2 separate regions of the Sus scrofa genome follow, and region 1 is linked to region 2. Evidence: chromatin contacts called from public HiChIP or PLAC-seq data. All regions are on one chromosome and are shown on one strand. The core of a region is the stretch at or near the end of the contact, and the rest is flanking DNA. Distances in the headings are between cores, read along the strand shown. Region 1 holds the start of ELOVL7 (elongation of very long chain fatty acids protein 7). Region 2 holds the start of DEPDC1B (DEP domain-containing protein 1B).

Region 1 (4,905 bases), core at 657-3,156, 120 kb after region 2:
GCTTTGGGACAAGTTCAAATGGAAAGTTTTGCTATGCACTAACAGACACTACATGCTACACTAAAAGTGAAGAAGATACATGGAAAGTAGCAGCCATAACAGAAGTAACAAAGTTCTGTGTGAAAACAAACAAAACACACAAACAAAAAACTAAATGAGTACAAAGTTATAGAAGAAGGGAAAGAGGGACCTTGAGAATGGGAGCCTGGTCGGTGAAGCATGAAACAGCACAGGACTCTGGGAAAGTAAGGAGGAAGAAAGGAACTCCAGGTGAGGCAGTAAACACAGTGGTCAACAGCCCCAGTGCTAGACCAGAACTCCCTGAGTTGCAATCCCCTTCAGCTATTAGTGTCTCTTGGGCAAGTTCCTGTGTCTCAAGCTTCCTCATCTGTAAAATGAGGATAATGTTATCATTTATCCCATAGGATTGCTGCAAGGATTAAAAGAGTTGATACAAGTTCACTGATGCAAGAACAGTGCCCGGCAGGGAAGCACTCGATAAAGGCCTGCCACTGCGGGGAGAAGATTTAACTTTTAGTGACCTTGATGGGGCAACAATTTCTGGCCAGCAGTAGGAGCAGAAACTACAAAGTAAGAGAATTAACAAGTAAGTGATTGATAAGAAGGCAGAGGCAACCACAAAGTATATTCACGACTCTTTCACAGCAGTTAAAAGCGAGGAGTCCATAAAGAGTAACCTGCGAGTATAGGGTTAAGTGAAAACGCTTTTCGAGGGGATATCTTAGCAAGAGGAAAAAGGCTTGGCTCGCCAAAACTATTCTTCAGTCGGTGTGGGACTTGTTTTCCCAACCACACAGCGAGCTGGACAGAGTAGACACCAAATCCTTCCTGTCCCAGCTTCCCCCCCAGGGAGCACGAAAGAGCGCTCTCTCGGCATCCGGTAAGTTTGAATCAGCGCTGGCTGATTAGGGGGTAAGGCCCATTTCCTAACCACCGATACCTTGGGAGATGAAACAACAGGCTTTCCGATTTCCATCTCCGGCACGACCTGCTCTACCGCTCTGTACTCATCACTCTCAAGCGGCCGCCGCCGGGACAGGATGCAGTTCGAGAAGCCAGAGACAGCGCCCCGCTGCAAGAGCAGCGCCCCAAGTTCATTCCAGCCTTGAGGACACAAAAGCGCCCCAGAAAAAAAAGTAACAGAAAGAAAGGGGCTTGGGGATTTGGAGGGATGGCGAGCGAGGCCAGATCCCAGAGCTGGGAAAGTGACCCCGACGGTCAAGGTCGAGCAGGTCCCTCTCTCAGTCCCACAGGCGAGCACCTTTGCCCTCCCACCCGGAACAGCAGGGCCGCATCCCAAGGGAGCGCTCGCTGGAGGCTCAAAGCCCCGGGGCGGCTGGGACCGCCGTCCCCTTGGGATGCTGGGATCCGCGGGGTCTCCCCCGGAGGGCGCAGGTGAGCGCGGCGGCCCCGCCCTCCAGCGGGAAGGGCCCCAGCCCGGGGAACCCGCAGTCGGTGCGGCGGGCACTTGAGAAGCGCCCCCCAGAGTCCAGACAGGGCCTGGCCGGGCTCTCCAGTCTTCGGGACCCGGATCTCGCTCCTCGCGCGCCGCGCCCGAGTTCTTTTCACCCGGCCACCCCCGAATCCCAGCCCCCGGGGTCTCTCTCCTTCCATCGCCTCTCCGACCCGGAAAAGTTCGGCCCCAAACCACCTACTGGGAGCCCCGTACTCACCCGGCGGAGAGTGGAGCCGAATCCCCGGACACGGGAGCAGAGGGCGGCGGCGGGCTGCGGCGCGAGCTTGGAGCTCCTCACAGCGGCCCCTGCTGCCCCGGCCGCAGACCAAGCTGGAAAAGAGGCGGAGGCCGCCGGGGTGTCACCTGCCCGCTCTCCCACCCCGCCGCGTGACGCCACGCAGCGCCGCCCCCTGCCCGCCCGCCCGCCGCCTCTGCAGCCAGGTACCCGCGAGGGCCGCGGGGAGGAGCCCGCCGCCCGCCGGGAGGGAGCGGCCGGGAAGAGCGCGCGGCCTCGGTTGCCCCACCTCCGCCTAGCTGGAAGCCCTGTGACTCGGTGCGCGGCTGGGACAGGGGACCCAAGACCGATTGGAGAGATCCGTTCTGGCCTCTGGAGTAATTACATTGCCTTCTGAGCACAAATGCTATCACCTCAGGTCATCTCGAGCCTTAACATAGTGTGAAAACTGTCGTCATGCATGACTCAGGATTGAGTTGTAGAAAAATCTGAGGCCGGTGGGGGAGAGCGAGAAAAAAGAGGTTCTTGGTCCTGAAAAGGCTATTCAGAAGGTTAACTCATTATCTAAAATGGAGGTCAGACCCAACAGCGGCTGTAAGCGTAATTTGGATCAGCTCCGTCCTCTGCTTATTAAAAACTGGAGAATTGCCGCAAATATTGCGGAGCGAAGGGGACTTTTAGAGCAATGAAGAGCAAATTGTATATAATCTAAGTTAACTTTTTTGCTCTGGTTAGTAACGGCAGCTGCTGCAGCAAACAAAATCTGGCACGTTGATGTCTCCTTATCCACTCTTGGGCTGAGTTGTGGGGAGGATGAATGTTAGGCGTTATGCGCGCTCCATTATTTTTTAACTGACTTGGCTTTGTGTCTGATCATGATCCTCCAAATCGCTGTCATGTTTTGGAACCCTGGCATCAATAGCTGGAAGACAAAACAAGAGTCCCAAGAAGTTATTTGCCCAGGAGGCAAAAACCAAGAACTAGATTTGAGCTGTTTCTAGAAAAGTGAAAAATAACGTGAGGGGTTGCAATCCCTAACCAGTGCACCTCATTAATGTGACCTGTGACTTTTAAGCCTGGATCAGAACAAAAAGATCCGGATAATCCAGGAGGGAGGGTAAAGAGAACACTTAATGAGCCACAAGCTGTTTTCCTCACATGCAGGTGTTGCTTTCCACCACCTAATTCTAGGTAGTCAACAGAGTTTTTATTTTGTTGTTGCTGTTGTTGCTGTGTTGTGGGCTGCACCCGTGGCATACAAAAGTTCCCAGGCCAGGGACTGACCTCCACCACAGTAGTGACAATGCCTATCCAAAACTGCTAGGCCTCCAAGGAACCAATATGAGATTTTAAATGCTTTACACAAACCTTGGAGAGCCCCCATAGTGGCCACTGAGGAAAAAGCAAAAAACACGAAAGCTTAAATTTAAGAAAATCCCAGCTTGAGGGAAACCAAAGATTTCTCTTTCCTTTTAGATAAACTTTGCTTTCATAATAAAAATTATGTAAATGTATTATTCATTTAGTAGATGTGGAAAACTAGAGACAATTGCTTAACAATATTTGTGTCTGGGAATTCCCATCGTGGCACAGTGGTTAACGAATCTGACTAGGAACCATGAGGTTTTGGGTTCAATCCCTGGCCTTCCTCAGTGGGTTGAGGATCCCGTGTTGCTGTGGCTCTGGCGTAGGCCGGCGGCTATGGCTCTGATTAGACCCCTAGCCTAGGAATCGCTATATGCCAAGGGAGCGGCCCTAGAAAAGGGAAAAACACCAAAAAAAAAAAAAAAAAAAAAAAAAAACAATATTTGTGTCTGCTAATACCTATCTATATGTAGTTGTGAAATTTCAAGTACGAAAGAGGTCTTATGGATTCAGAAGATTATCTCATTATCTAAAATGAAATGGAAGTTAGACCCAACGCCAGCTGGAAGCCGAATTTGGATCAGCTCTGAATGGATTCATTCACCTAACACATATATGTTCTAGGCTCTGAAGATTCAACATATAAAAAAACAACAACAAAAAAAATCCTCTGGGTTTGTTTTTTTTGTTTGTTGTTGTTGTTGTTTTGTCTTTTTTTTAGCACTGCACCTCTGGCATATGGAGGTTCCCAGACTAGGGGTCTAATTGGAGCTGTAGCCGCCAGCCTACGCCACAGCCACAGCAACTTGGGATCCTTAACCCACTGAGCAAGGCCAGGGATCGAACCTGTGTCCTCATGGATGCTAGTCAGGTTCATTTCCACTGAGCCACAAGGGAAACTCCAAAATCCTCTGTTCTTGTGGAGTGTACCTTCCTTCTAGCTGGGGATAACAGATCACAGATGAATAAACAAGTAAAATACAAGTGTTCATGTTGTGATAAGAACTATGAAGATAAAGAAGTGGAAGGAATGGGGCTTTTGGAGATGGGGAGCTGCAATATTAAAGTAGCATTTGTGCCAAAATTGTAAAACAATGAAGTGGCAAGCCTATGTGTCTCTCTGGGTGACAGCATTCTAGTCAGTGGGAACTGTAAGGTGGAGGGCATAAGCATGCCCTGGATGATCACAGGCACCCAATAGCAAGGAGGCCAGAGTGGTTGAATTGGAAGGAGTGAGGACAGTAGTAATAAGTGAGGTCAGAGAGTTAAGGGAAGCATTTTGGGTACAAAAGTGACATCATTTAACTGAAAAATTAAAAAAAAAAAATACCCTGGCATCTTTCTTAAAAGTAAGATGAGTGTGGAATGGGAAAGGTAGAAGCAGGTAGATGATTAGAAGACTCTTTTTTTTTTTTTTTTTTTTGGTCTTTTTAGGGCCACACCTGGACAAATGCAAGTTTCCAGGCTAGAGCCATAGCCACTGGCTTATGCCACAGCTACAGCCACAGCAACAGCAGGTCTGAGCTGCATCTACACCACATTTCATGCCAACACTGGATCCTTTAACCCACTGAGCAAGGCCAGGGATCAAAGGATTGAAACCATGTCCTCCTGGATACTAGTTGGGTTCTTTACCACTGAGCTACAAAAGGAACTCCCTAGAGGGTTCTTAAAACATCCAGATGGAAGATATAAGTAGCTTGGACCAGGTTGATTGGTAGTGGTGAGAGGAGGTCAAAATTTAAAACTATGTTCTGAAGGGAATATCAACAGGATTTCCCAAGGATCTGATATGTGGTATGAAAGAGATTTACAAAAAAAAAAAAAA
Region 2 (4,793 bases), core at 921-3,420:
AGGGTGAGGCCCTAAAAAGCAAAATAAATACATAAATAAATCAATAAATAAATACCATAAATAAGAAACACTATTAAAAAAAAAGAAGAAAAAACTGTTCACTCCCTGCAACCACCATCCATACCTTTTAGACAACAGCCCCAAGGAAAACCTGAATTTAGGTGTTGAAATTTTTTTTTAATGAATGAATCATTATGGGTGTCTGTAGCAGAATGTTTGCAAAGAGTGCAAAAACTCCTCCTATCCTGTTCTCACTCTTTCTGGAAATCCACTAGGCTGCATAGAACAATGAGCCTAATTCCAAAGTCAGCTGTCGCCAGAAGAGGTGAAGACCAAGGAGAGCAGTCCCTTCCTCCCAAATCACCATTAAGCTTTCACAGAAAGTCATCTGTAACCAGCCAGGGACATTATCAAATTATCACCACTTATTCCACCACGTAATCCGTTGAAACGGAAATCGCTAAAATCACAAAAGCTCCAGGTCACAAAGATAGGAAGTATGCCTCAGAACTGTGATTACCAAATATCTTCACCCAGGAAAAAAGGCAGCAACCATGGCCATCAGGGTCAGCAAAGGCTCTTTAAAACCACCAGTCCGGGGCCACACCCCTCTTTAAGGTGGGTGCTGACAAAAACAGAAACGTCAGGAGCCGGAAACTGCCAGGGCGATTCTCTTATATTGTGGGCACCGTTAGAACCTCAAGTGTCACCACAATTGGCACTCAGGACGGATACACGCCCTGCCAGGACTTCAGCGAAGGGTGAGAGTTACAGGAGGTGGGTGGCCCTAAAGTCACGGACTGGGCCTTTCCTCTCCCAGCTGGAGGCGCTGGACTCCGGAGGGCAAGGAGAAGGGAGCGGGAGTGTCACCCTTGTTTTCCCGGAGCTTTAAATTGGGAGAAGCCGTTGATTGGCGACAACCCAGCCAATTTCTCGGGATTAAAGCTGCCCCCTCCCCCCGACAGGAGGGGGCCGGCTGGTTAGCCTTTCTTTGGGCATCTGCCAGGAACACCGCCGCGGACCTGAAACACCTCCGCCCCCAGACCTAGGTAGGCCTGGCCTGCCCTGAAGAAGCTAGGACTGAGTACGCGGTTGGCAGTCAGGCCAGAGATCGCGGAGCCGGAGGCTCCGCCCAGACTCCCGCACGTATACTCACCAGCTTGGTGGCCCGGTATGGCCCAGGCCCCACGATGCGGTGCTCCATGGCCCTCATGCAGCCGGGGCTGCAGCCGCACCAAGTGGAATCCCCGAAAGCCCCAGGCGCCGCAGTTTGAATCCTGAGCGTGCGCGCTTCGGGCGCTGATTGGGCGGCGCGGCGGCACGTGACGGGAACTGAGGGGCGGGACCGCCGGTAACCCAGGGAGCGGGAGGTGGGCGTCTCCTCGGAGACCTCCCGCAGGCTTGCGATCATTAGGCTCACAGCTACAGTGGAGGAGCCCCCGCACCCAGTCGCAGGCAGTCTCCGCACGAAGGATCGATGGACCTGTGTAATTCAGTGACCGAAGCCGAGCCGCACTGAATAGATAAATTCCTGTCCACCCTTCCAAGTGCACCGTGAACCTGGCGGTGCAACTGAGATTGGGAGAAGCAGGTGGTGAAATGAGGCGAGTGGACAGACTCTTCAAATGGAGGAACGCTTGAAAAAGCTAGATAAGAGCACTTGGCCACAGGGAGTGTCGACAGCGAATTAGAACACTAAAGAGCTGGGAAAGAGCCCGATTCAGCTTCCTGTGTAGTTTTTTGTTGTTGTTGTTGTTGTTTGTTTTTTGTGTGTTTTTTGTGGGGTTTTTTGTTTTTTGTTTTTTTTTTTTTTTTTTTGGTAGACTCATCTTTCCCTGGAATTTTTCTTTGTTTTTTTGGACTGGACTGAAATTTTCAGTCTTTTGCCACAGGGCTGTGAGCCTTTTTTTTTTGCTGCTTAGAATTTTCCCGCTAGGAATTGATTGTCTAATTTGCAATTGTTTAAAGGGACAAATGAAGTCACCACTCTATACCTACTACTAGAGTTCAAAATTCAAATCTGGTCACCTGAGCGAGTATTCAGGATGCAATATCATGAGAAAGAGCAAAGGATCAGACTCCCACCCTCTGTTAATACTCTTCCTCCCTTTGCTGCTTTAGGTATGTCCTCAGCTGCATTTTAGAAAGCCCTCAAAATTCCTGAGATGATACATATATATTACTTTTGTAATCAGAAAAGGCAATACAGGAGTTCCCATCTTCCACGTGGCTCAGAGGAAACAAATCTAGCAGCCATGAGGACACAAATTCCATCCCTGACCTCCATCAGTGGGTTAAGGATCCTGAGATGCCCTGAGCTGTGGTGTAGGTCAAAGATGCTGTCAGATCCCCTGTTTCAGTGGCTCTGGTGTAGGCCAGCAGCTGTAGCTCCAATTGGGCACCTAGCCTGGGAACCTCTATATGCCATGGGTGTGGCCCTAGAAAGACAAAATGACAAGAAAGGAAGGAAGGAAGGGGAGTTCCCGTTGTGACTCAGTGGTTAACGAATCCAACTAGAACCATGAGGTTGTGGGTTCAATCCCTGGCCTCGCTCAGTGGGTTAAGGATCTGGTGTTGCTGTGAGCTGTGGTGTAGGTCTTAGACATGGCTCTGATCTGGAGTTGCTGTGGCTGTGGCTTAGGCCAGCAGATGTAGCTCCAATTAGACCCCTAGCATGGGAACCTCCATATGCCATGGGCGCGGCCCTAGAAAAGACAAAAAAAAAAAAAAAAAAGGAGGGAAGAAAACATTATGCCCTGCTTCCTGAGCATTTTCTGAAGAGTCTGTCATGAACCGTAGACAATAAATATAATTCCTTTTACTGGAAAGGCATATCTCCCAATAATCCACATATCAGAGGCCACTGAGACAGTCTTTGTGAATGTAGTTTAAACTGGGCAGCTGATCATCTACCAGCTTTTCAGCATCACATAAAAATAACTGAGAAATTTCTCACCCTCTCTCTGCCCTAAAATATCAGTGCTTTCTGTCTCTTGCCCTAGGCAACATGATGATCCTCTTTGGGTTCTCACCTCACAGTCTTTGCTGGCTTCCCCCGCCAGGAACATTCTTGCCCCAGTACTTTGCAAGGCCGTCTCTCACCATTCAGGTCTCAAATCATATGCTGCCAACTTTAGAAAAGCCTTCCTCGACCTTCCTGTATAGAAAAGCCACACACACACACACACACACACACACACACACTCACACACTCTTGCACCATTTTATTTCCTTCTGAGCACTTAAATATATTTACTTATTTTTTTTATCTTCTACCTCTAGGATAATGGTTATCAAATGAAGGAGCTCCAGCTTCTGGGAGCATTTGGGGCATTTGTTAGGTTTTCTGGTTTTCAAAAAGAGAGGAGGGCCACACTGGTATTTTGGGGGTAGAGACTAGGGGAGAGATATCCTCTGATTCTTAAGTCAGGGCACACAACCTACAATTGGCCCATGTTCTGTGTGATTTTTAGTGTCCATTGGATACTCAGGTAAGTGAAAAACCTGTTTGTAATTATCTGAGCCTAGAACCTAACTCTGTTTTACGTGTAAAATAAAGAATAGTTTGAGCCAGGAGTTCCTGTTGTGGCTCAGTGGTTGACAAAACTGACTAGTATCCATGAGGACGCAGGTTCGATCCCTGGCCTTAATCAGTGGGTTAGGATCCAGTGTTGCCCTGAGTTGTGGTGTAGGTCACAGACTAGGCTCAGATCCTGAGTTGCTGTGGCTGTGGTGTAGGCTAGCAGCTAAAGCTCCAATTTGACCCCTAGCCTGGGAACCTCCATATGCAACGGGGTGTGGCCCTAAAAAGACAAAAGACAAAAAAGAAAAAAAAAAAAAAAAAAAAGAATAGTTTGGGCCAGTTTGAATGCACACTGAAGTTTCCAGGAATATCATACTCTGTCTCGTTTGGGACTGTACTAAAAGTTTTTCACCATGTCACAAGATCATCAATGATGGCAGTGCAGTTTGTGATGTTTAAAACATATTTGGGTCATTCTGTATCTGTAACTGCTCAGTTCATGGAAATTATAAATAAAGATGCTATATACTTACTTAGTCCTTATTTCAAAATACCAAATATAAGGGAAAATTACAACAATATTTAGTTGGCTTTATCTTTACTTCTCTTTAAGCCAAATTAATTTTTATAAGAAGATGTAAGTACTTGCCTATTTCATTATTTCTTTCTGATGTAATCATGCTTAGGTATTTATTTAAAAAAAAAATTGGGGAGTTCCCGTCGTGGCGCAGTGGTTAACGAATCCGACTAGGAACCAGAGGTTCGGGTTCGGTCCCTGCCCTTGCTCAGTGGGTTAACGATCCGGCGTTGCCGTGAGCTGTGGTGTAGGTTGCGGACGCGGCTCGGATCCCGCGTTGCTGTGGCTCTGGCGTAGGCCTGTGGCTACAGCTCCGATTCGACCCCTAGCCTGGGAACCTCCATATGCCGTGGTGTGGCCCTAAAAAAGACAAAAGACACACAAAAAAAAAAATGTTGGCCACCCCTGTGGCATGCAGAAAAGTTTCCAGCCCAAGGATCTAACTCATGCCACAGCAGCCACCCGAGCTGCTGCATTGACTACATTGGATCCTTAACCCACTGAAAACTCTGATATTTAGTTAAACTTTGAAATGAATATTGTTTTATTATAAATTACTTCCTTTAAATTTTACTTTGCACAAAAGAATATTGTGTTAATTTTCATTACGTGTAGGTATATATGTATGCATGGCCATTTATGAATTTTATTTCAGCAGAATAAAAAAAGTACTGGCCCTGATCCAGCTGTGAA

The links. HiChIP or PLAC-seq counts read pairs in DNA pulled down with a chosen protein or histone mark.
Region 1: a contact with region 2 is called in an H3K27ac HiChIP or PLAC-seq map of alveolar macrophages. The contact joins the promoter of ELOVL7 here to the promoter of DEPDC1B in region 2. A contact is called at or near these places in 1 of 5 promoter capture datasets (liver), 8 of 47 Hi-C or Micro-C datasets (blood, embryonic fibroblasts, fetal heart ventricle and 4 more) and 1 of 2 datasets of contacts at active chromatin or transcription factors (alveolar macrophages).

What each region holds. Positions count from the first base shown.
Region 1 is chr16:39,678,367-39,683,271 of Sscrofa11.1, forward strand. ELOVL7 (elongation of very long chain fatty acids protein 7) reads right to left here and starts at 1,907. Exons shown (of 8, transcript XM_021077108.1): 1 at 1,695-1,907.
Region 2 is chr16:39,556,575-39,561,367 of Sscrofa11.1, forward strand. DEPDC1B (DEP domain-containing protein 1B) reads right to left here and starts at 2,171. Exons shown (of 11, transcript XM_003133987.6): 1 at 1,157-2,171. The coding sequence starts at 1,411.